2 separate regions of the Lactuca sativa genome follow, and region 2 is linked to region 1. A link is a contact called in public Hi-C data. All regions are on one chromosome and are shown on one strand. The core of a region is the stretch at or near the end of the contact, and the rest is flanking DNA. Distances in the headings are between cores, read along the strand shown. Region 1 holds the start of LOC111919298 (heavy metal-associated isoprenylated plant protein 26). Region 2 holds the start of LOC111919297 (basic leucine zipper 23).

Region 1 (5,017 bases), core at 1,269-3,768:
CGATCCATCCAAACGAACACCCCTAGGTTTAACAAAGAATCTGTCCGGGTTAACGTCCTTAAACCTATTGAATACAACATGCTTTCTCGTAATCCTTAATATCTTTGTAACTTCGTTGTTTACTAATCTTATACGTAACTTGATAATAAATTGTTTGAGCTTAACTACTCGTCAATATACTTAGATATTTTTATTTTAAATGACGGTATCAATGGTTAAATGTCCCATCATTTCGAATATATAATTTTATGTGATTGTTATGTTATACATAATATAAGTAATACACTTGTCATAACGTCTAGTGACTTGGTTGACCATAAGTTTTCTTAGTCAACAATTGGAAAATACAAATCAACACTTAAATAAATATCATAAATTAGGTTTTGTAATACTTTTTATAAATATGTTTCATTGAACCTTTTATAGTTAAATCTTTTTTGCTTCATAATTTTAAAAATTTTATATAGTAGTAACGGGTAAAAAAACAACAAAATATATTGTTAACATTTTTTGGGTGACGAATTTAATTCTTTTAAAAACCACATCTATAGATCTAACGGTCATAACATTATTATGCATGACCCATTGGACTATATTGAGGAGTTTCACATCTGACATATTAAAAACACATGTACCAAACGCAAATAATATAAATGTATATTGATTTTCCATGCTTGTTTTTATCATGTTTTATTACTTTGCATGAAATAACTTTTAAAACAGTCTGCCCATAACAAAAACCCCACTCCCCAAGCAAACAAGAGTGGATATCTCTATTAGATCTACACATTTGTGTTTTCTTTATATCCATCCAAAAACTAAAACATCAGTTGGTCGAAGTATTGATCTTCCTTCCAGCGGGTCAGTCAAAAAGTTCACATGTGTCTCTTTATTGTAAGAAACCTCGACACTCTTAAATATGTTAAAAGAACATCCCTCACTAGATCGTGTCGGTACTTAAAACCCGAGAGCTCTATACAATGTATTGTATGCTCCCTAAAAGAGTCCAAGCATGTCTTGTGACAAATATGACATATCTCGTCAACTGGAAATCAAGTTATCAGAAGGTTTACTTGAGGATAGCACGATATTTCACGGATGATATATGTTGGCCAAGACCATTAATAGGAATAACCATAAGAAAATCATGAACATAAAGTGCACGTAGACACTCAGAAACTACATACTGTCTAACAGTCATGTCGAAATATATTTTCATGTCTTGGACAATTTTATTAAAAATAACACTTGCCAATGCATGTTGGACGTTAGGATGAAAATTTCCTTATTAGTGAAAGCTCTAAAGTCAAATTCTGGAATCATACCACAAAGACAAGCCAAAACACAAACATAATCAGAATTCATACCACATATGTTGTTATCTCGTAAGATATGGTCATGTGACACCACGATTTAGGTTGTGAGGCCAGAAAAGCATATGAGGAAGTCTCTACCGCTGCGTACAACCACAAACCACCAAACCTAATGGGTAACCAAGCAAGTCGCCATTGGATGTCCCTAAGGAAAGGACATTCACAAACTACAATGTCCTCAATCGACCCACATAATCTTTTATCAAAGAGCAAAGCTGCATCTCCATGTGAGTGGGTTGGCATGTCCTCGGGGAAAAGAATAGTTTGGCAATGCTCATGCAAGATCAAAGAAAAAAAAGCTCACTCTAAGGTCACATAGTTTTGGAAATGGCGCATTAAAACAACAACGTTGACAACTCTTTTCATGGCTAACCCACAAATGATTAAGCTCAATTAAAAATAAAATCAAGATGTGAGAAATCAATCAACTTTATAGTTCAATACACTGTAACTAACATAACATTCAAAACTCATGTGTAAACACCCATCAAAACTAAAAACAAGTAATATATTAAACACGGCGATTTGAGGCCCTAGGCAATATATAAAAAAAAAATTAGAATCTTACAATGAAATAATTAGTAAAAGAGGGTGACCTTTTTTGTTATTGTTTTTTTAATGTCGTTGTTATAAATTTATCTTTAGTATTCTAACATTTTTTGTTTATTTTCTTTTACTTTATTTTCTTTCTCTTTTCTACTCAACTGTTGTATACGATATATATCAGGTTTTTTATACTAAAATAATAAAGCATATAAAAGTAAGGCCTTAAAAATTTAAAGGCCCTAAGTCATCATCTAAAATACTGTGCCCATTGACACGAGCTACAACTAACACTTACTAAATGTTCATAAATCATAATCAATATTGTTTGTTATCATTACGTATTATATTTCAATTTCACTTATGTTTGCTATCCTGTTTACTTTCTTCACATGTTTGAAACTTAAATGATACAAATATACAATTATGTTTGCCACACTCTTCCTCCCTGACAACTCACTTTGACTTAACTTAGAGGACTGTATAGCAACTTCTCAAAACTTCAAGGCCTTGAATAACTAACAAATAAATCACAAGGGCCAATACGACATTCCATTTCCACTATAAATATATGAAGCTAGCTAACGCCTGTTTTCAAAACCGTATTGACTAAGTAAACTAGAAAAGAAAACTAGCTATCAAGTGAGATATTACCGTTGTCAGAGTAGAAATATCTAAACCAACAGAGAGAAAGCAGCCATGGGAGCTCTTGATCATCTTTCCAACATATTCGATTGCAGAGGTGGAAGCAATAGAAAGTACAAAAAGCGCAAGCAGTTACAGGTAAAATACAGCTTAATTGCATTCGATTTTTGCTTTATTGTCTACAGATTTTATTCTAATGACTCCATGAACACATACACTCGATCACATATATAGAAGGAAAATTCTGTAGCCAAATATAATTGATTCGAGTGGTACTCAGATCCAGTAGAGTTTGAATTTGACATATTCAGATTTCTTCTGAAATTATGTCCGCTGTTTGATCGGCGTTCGTGTTCTCAAGATATTTAAAATTGGTAAATCGATTATGAAATAAGATCACATATACACGAACGTAAAATTAGGGATCATATTTTTCGATTTCGAGTTTTTAACTCAAATTCACTTGTGATTTTTTACTTCCAGCTAAAAATTCGAAAGAAGATTTTGAAAAAATGAACACAAATAACGATTCACGAACACTGATTTTAGGATCGGAATTCTTGATCTCAAGTTATTTCCGTTGTTCATATCAATTTCTAGCAAAAAAAATGATTTTTTTAAAACAATCAAGAAAATAGTAGTATATTCTGGTGTGGGTTTGTACATTGTGCATTAAAAGTTGTACAAATGTAATGCTTCGGTTATTTGATGATACTTGTCTGCCTTTAGGAAGATGATAGAGAAAGCCTAGCTAATGAAAGCAAAAGGAATGATGCTTACAGCCTTGTTTGGCTTTTTCTCATGTCTAAGACAACACAGCACAAAATTTAAAAAAAAAAAAAAAGAATATTAATACCGCTAGATAGCTTTTTGGTGGCTTTTCACATATTTAATCTAACTAAAAAATAAAGTTATATGCTTTTTGAATCTTTAAATAAGTGTAATAACTTTTATTTCAAATTACTAAAGAAATATATTATTATTTTTTTGGGTATAATTGGTAACATATCAGAACCTGGCTATTCAATTTATATGGTATTATTGAAAGCTTTAATGATTAACTTTTGTACTCTTTCTATATAAAGTGCTTTGATATTAATCATAACAACATTAATATTTCTATATTCTAGTAATCATGTGCCATGAATGATCATCAATAATTTTAATTTTAATTGTGATGCCTTATAGTCGTATTTTATGTTAGTTCATACTTCATAGTACTTATTAAATAAGAAAAACAATTCATACATGTTCTCTAGTGGGTCATGCCTAGGGACATTTACGTCATTTGAATATACGAGAGTATTTGTCTTTTTTGGATAAGATTGTTTGTTGATATTCATTTCAATCCATTTCAGTTTAGTAAAAATATCAAATACAGTATAAGATTAAGATTGTTTTGCGTTTATTCTGTGTAACAAAATTGTTTCCTATATTTTTTTTCTAAAATATTTATAAATTTAATAAACATAATCAACCAAATGGTTAGATATCAATCTAAATAGAAGTCCCACGATGCATGTTTGAGTTGACCAAAAAGTGGTCCAGATTGGCCCACATAGACATTATGCCGATTTGTTTTGGCATGGCACTAAATGTCACAATTTATTTGTCACTCCCCCTTATCCGCCGCTAACCATTCCCATTCACCAAATAAATTCTTGCCACCTTTCTCATATCAAGTATGAACATGCCACAAAATTCATAAAGTGAAGTACCGAATATTCAAAACTCTATTTTATATTTAGAACATAGAAAAAGAAATAATATTTTATTTATTTATATATTATAATTTTGTGTTTTATATTTTTCTATTTAAAAATTATTTGCTTTGTAAAATCTATCTCATTATAATATTGTATCTTTATTTTTCTATTAAAAGTTTGTTTGTAGTTGGATGACAAACACTTTTTAATGTTTAATGTTATGATACAAAATATATGAAAAATAAGTTGCTATAATAAACAAATTAATAAAATACATTGCTATTTCTTTTATGTAAAGAATCTATAGTAATTTTTTTTTTCTAATTTGAGTTTTTGTGTCATGTAATAGACGGTGGAGATCAAAGTGAAGATCGATTGTGATGGTTGCGAAAGGAAAGTGAGGAAATCAGTAGAAGGGATGAAAGGCGTGACATCTGTAACTGTTGAACGAAAACAGCACAAGCTTACAGTTGTTGGATACGTTGAACCACACAAAGTTTTATCTCGTGTGGCTCATCGTACTGGTAAAAAGGTAGAACTCTGGCCTTATGTGCCATATGATATTGTGGCACATCCATACGCGCAAGGTGTGTATGACAAAAAGGCACCGGCTGGATATGTGCGGTACGTTGAAGATCCACACAACCAGTTGGCACGAGCCAGCTCTACTGAAGTTCGGTACACCACTGCTTTCAGTGATGAGAATCCGGCCGCATGTGCCATCATGTGATTGGTCGGAGAGTATTTTGA
Region 2 (4,617 bases), core at 1,235-3,734, 150 kb after region 1:
GGTGTTTTGTCGTTTTTGCCCCTGGTGTGTTTTTTTTTATTGTTCGAGGTTGTCTTGTTTGTTTAGTTTTTTGGTAGAGGTGTTTTTATTAGTTCTTTGTACTTCTTGTTGCTTTGTCCGTTTTTTGTCGAGTCTCCACCTGGATCACTAATCTCGTTTTTGCCCCTGGTGTGCTTTTTTTTTTTTATTCTCACAACACTTTGCAATTGAAGAATATAATAAATTTATTAGTTAAATTAAAACTACTTACAGAAGTTCACATCACCAAAGCAGGAGTTATCTTTTTCTTCCATGGGTTTTCTAATTTCCTCAAATCAAATCTACAATATAAAAAACTTCTGAAAAAACATATAAACAAGATCAAATCAACTCCTTATATCATCATCATCATCATCATCACTAGAGAGGTGGCAATTGCCAAAGAAGCATTTTCACAAAACTTAAGATACCCCAAAAAGAACCAAACACATGCAAGCATCATAAGAGAAAACATTTTAATTTCACAAAAACATTATTTAAGCACATGACACATCAAGAAGCATTTTCTTCCATTATGTTTGACTAAACAGAACAAAAACGATCCTACTACTCATAAACCCAACTAATAGAGAACAATCCAACTTCAAAAACCATTAACACAGAAACAATGGCAGATCACTTCATTTGGACACTGCTGTACGAGAACCTGTAGTGAAAAAGTAACTTATCAAAAACTCATTATTTAAGTCGATAAGTGTTTTTAATATTCTAATATCCAAACAATTAAAATAGCTTATTATTCATTTATTATTTACCTTTTCGTTTAGTTCGTCCACCTGGCGGATTCGGATTGGCTACAGGAAAACCATCTTCATTTCCACACCCTGGAAGTCCATTCAGCAACGAATTTTGGTTCCCCAAACATTGCAAATTCTCAAACTCACACCCATTAACACCTGGATCATGTATTGAAGCATCTTCTGCACTTTTTCCATCAGGATGAAGGCAATAAACCTGATCCCCACATTGCATATTACAAGGATTCATCACATACCCACCACCCAAATTAACACTCCCCACATTATTCCCAACTAGATTCTGCTTCTGATAAGGAAAAGACCCGATTTCACCTTCAATTCTCCCTCTAATATCCACAAGCAAACACTTCAATCTTGCCACCTCACCTTCCAATCCTGCTTGACTCTGAATCCTCTTCATTAACTGTTGATTCAAAGCTCTTAATCTAACCACTTCATCTTCCAAAGAAGCAGCACGTGCTTTCTTTTTTTCCCGATATTTTCTTACAGCTTCACGGTTTCCTATAGGTCGTTTTTTACCTTTCTTTTCTGCTGACTCTGCAGTGTCATCTGTTGGGGTTTTGTCATCATCTCCACTAATGGCGGGAACGATTTTGGTGTGGACGTGGTAGCAGGTGTGGGTGTGGGAGGAATCAGGGCCTGGTGGGTTGCATGTGTGGGTGTGGGTGCATGCATGTGTGTCCTTGAAAATGTCATCAAAGAAACTGTCCATTGAATCATTGCTGGGAATGTCACCGATGTTTGGAGGTGGAAACATTTCTTGGGTTGAGAAATCGAGTTCTCCGTCCTCCATTGTTGAAATTGGTGATTAGGTTTGTAACTTGGATGAATGTTTTAACCCATTTGTCTCGATGAACTTCAGTTCTTATTGTGTCGGAATTGAAACCCTATGAGTTCAAGAAAGATGAATCAACATGTTAGATGTTTGAGATAATTCGTGTAAAACAAATTAAATGAAAATCTCGAAAGGGTCGGAATGCGATCAATCAAAAAGTTGAAGACTTCAAACGGATTGTCAGATTAAAAGAGGTGGAAGGAAACCCTAAAAGGCTAAAACCATGGATAATTGCAAAACCGATAACAGAGATAGTAATTCTAGAGTGAAGAATAAGAAAAGCAAAAATTTGCAAAAACAATGTAAAAGGTCTTGAGCCACGCAATTGTAATGCGTTTCTCAATAATCGAGCTTTGGTCGAATAAAAAAAGTTGAGGGATTAATTAAATGATTTACCTGTAAACAAACCCTACAATCCGGAGAATTGCTCGACTGACCTGTAAATTCAGAAAATAGAGATAATAAGTTTCGAGGAAAAAGAAGAACGCTAAAAATCCACAAACATTGATTAAAGAACTTGATTAACACCAGTGCTGTGCGATTTCCACGAATCGAAGAGAAATTGATTAAAAGTCTAAAGAATTTAAACAGAAATTCGTAAATTGAAAGAGCAAAGTTACCTTGAAGAAACCCTAGAATTATCAGAATCGCTCAACCGAGTTGTAAGACCTGAAACCAGAGATGGTAAGTGTGCAAGGGGAAGAAACCCTAGAAAAGGGATTGATAATTTGATATCAATGGCGAGATGAAAATGATCGAAGAAGGACCATTCGTTTAAGGAATCTGCAGAAGTACAAAGAACGGGGGAGACTTTTTTTTAATAATTGTACGATCAAAAATGTCGATTTAGCGAATTTTAACGAAGGTAAAGGAAAGGGAACGAAAAGAAATTGATGCCGTCTTCAGGGTTATTTTGTTTATCTTAATCTTTATTTTTTAATAGAAAAGTGGTTTTAGCTTATAATCTAAGAAAATCTTTAAAAAAATCTCCATATTTTAAGAAATTTTTTATTAAAATCCTAAAAAAAGAAAAAAAAAAAAAAAAAAAAGGTTCGACTATTTACCTTTTTTTTAATAGAAAACTCCAAAAAAATGTTTATTTTTTATTTTAGTTCTTTTTTACCTATTCAGGTCATAAGACCAAATAATTAATTTTTCCAAAATAATGGGTTTTAAAGATTTCGTCAAATTTGTATATATAATGTATAAACATATTTTTTATGTATTTATATCTATTTTTTCATATTTATGTATTTCTTTTTAAGTTTTTAAATGTATAAACGTATTTATATGTATTTTTAAATATTTTACATATTTTTATGTATTTTTATGTCTTATTTTTTGATGTATTATATATTTATTGTTGGATTAGGTCTCTAAGCGCATAACTATATTTGATATGTACTTAACCCAATAGTAGTATGGTCCTTTTGGGTTGCCTTAACCAAAACCACTTGATTAGATGAATAATGGAGAAAGAGGATAAATGTGATTTATTAATATATTATGAGAATAATATATTAAAAGAGAAATCATATTATTTAATTAATATTGGTCAAAAATTAATTTAGAATTAATTTTGTTGTCAAAAGATGTTAATTAAATTAAGGAGACTGATATTGTAATTATAAGATAATTGAAATATGGGCTGAGGAACCCTTAGGAAAGGGGTGGACAAAACCTTATAGAAGCCCATAAGGATTTCGTCCAAGACTAGGTGTTCTAGAAGATTTCTATGGGCTACTTAAGGCTTAAGCAACCGGATTAGGTATTTGACTGAAACCCTAATTCTTTACATATATAAAGACCCCCTTGGCATTTGCTTTTCGGCTACACTGAACCCTAAGGATCCCTACAGCCGAAATTAGCCTTCCTCCCCCCCCCCCCCTCTCTCTCTCTCTCTAATATTCTCCAATTGCTTTTGGTGTTTGTGGTCTATTAGAGACATCACATTTGAGGTGTTAAGTTCTTAAAGGTTCAAGGTTATCAAGCTACAATTGAAAGGTATGTTTCTAACTTGTTTTAGTCATAGTTTTCGATTTCTATATGATAGATTTAGGATATACAAGCTTTGGATGATTGTTGTATGTACAACTAGAAAAACCTAGATCCAAAGCTTTAGGGTTTGCATGTGCACCATAGGATTGATGTTTTGCTCAAAACCTATCAGTGATATCAGAGTCTAGGTCATTTTTATATTATATTTGATGCATAGTTAAATTGTTCAAAGTTGAAAAAGTCGAAAAATCTGCTGATGCCTGATGAACTCGTCGAGTCCCCTGATGAACTCGACGAGTCAGGGTTGTGACTCGACGAGTTGGCTCGTCTGTTAGCAGATTATTCGGGATTTTGACTTGAATTGGTTTGGGATAATTACCATAAACGTTTTTAACTGATAAAATTCGATTTTTTCAATATAGTATTGGTTATCCTCATCCAATTATAAGATAATTGTTAAATAATAAGATAATTACTTGTTTATATGATAAAATAAATTATTAGTATTATTTAATATGAATTATCTTTCCATAAATTGAATTAGATCAAATTTAGATAATCACAAGTTATGTGATTAATTAAATTATTTGAAATTTGATCTAGAAGGTTTTGAAAATTTTCAAAACTTGTCATCAAGTTTTGGAATTTAAATTTTTGATTAATAGTTTTAATTTTGAAATATTTAAATTCTAAACCCTAGAATTTTACAAGTTTAAAATTCAACCCTTATACTATTATAATATTATAAGATTAATATATATATATATATATATATATATATATATATATATATATATATATATATATATATGTATGTATGTATGTATGTATGTATGTATAAGACGAGCTGGTCTTACCGTTAGTAGGTCTTATTCACGAAGTTGGTCTATAAGGGTGTTTGAAGAAGCGGCCTATAAAATGACAGCCATTGGGTATCCACTCTTACCCACCGCACTCTTGACTAGTGGAGGGTCGTTAGCCGAACGG

What was found. Hi-C and Micro-C count contacts between places; a contact is called where the count stands out from the background.
Region 2: a contact with region 1 is called in a Hi-C map of bud, with 7 times the contacts expected there. The contact joins the promoter of LOC111919297 here to the promoter of LOC111919298 in region 1. A contact is called at or near these places in 4 of 4 Hi-C or Micro-C datasets (bud, leaf and seed).

Annotation. Positions count from the first base shown.
Region 1 is chr8:204,897,011-204,902,027 of Lsat_Salinas_v11, forward strand. LOC111919298 (heavy metal-associated isoprenylated plant protein 26) reads left to right here and starts at 2,519. Exons shown (of 2, transcript XM_023914904.3): 1 at 2,519-2,699; 2 at 4,617-5,017. The coding sequence starts at 2,616. The coding sequence ends at 4,997.
Region 2 is chr8:205,050,862-205,055,478 of Lsat_Salinas_v11, forward strand. LOC111919297 (basic leucine zipper 23) reads right to left here and starts at 2,485. Exons shown (of 4, transcript XM_023914903.3): 1 at 2,253-2,485; 2 at 2,029-2,069; 3 at 795-1,684; 4 at 481-685. The coding sequence starts at 1,590. The coding sequence ends at 660.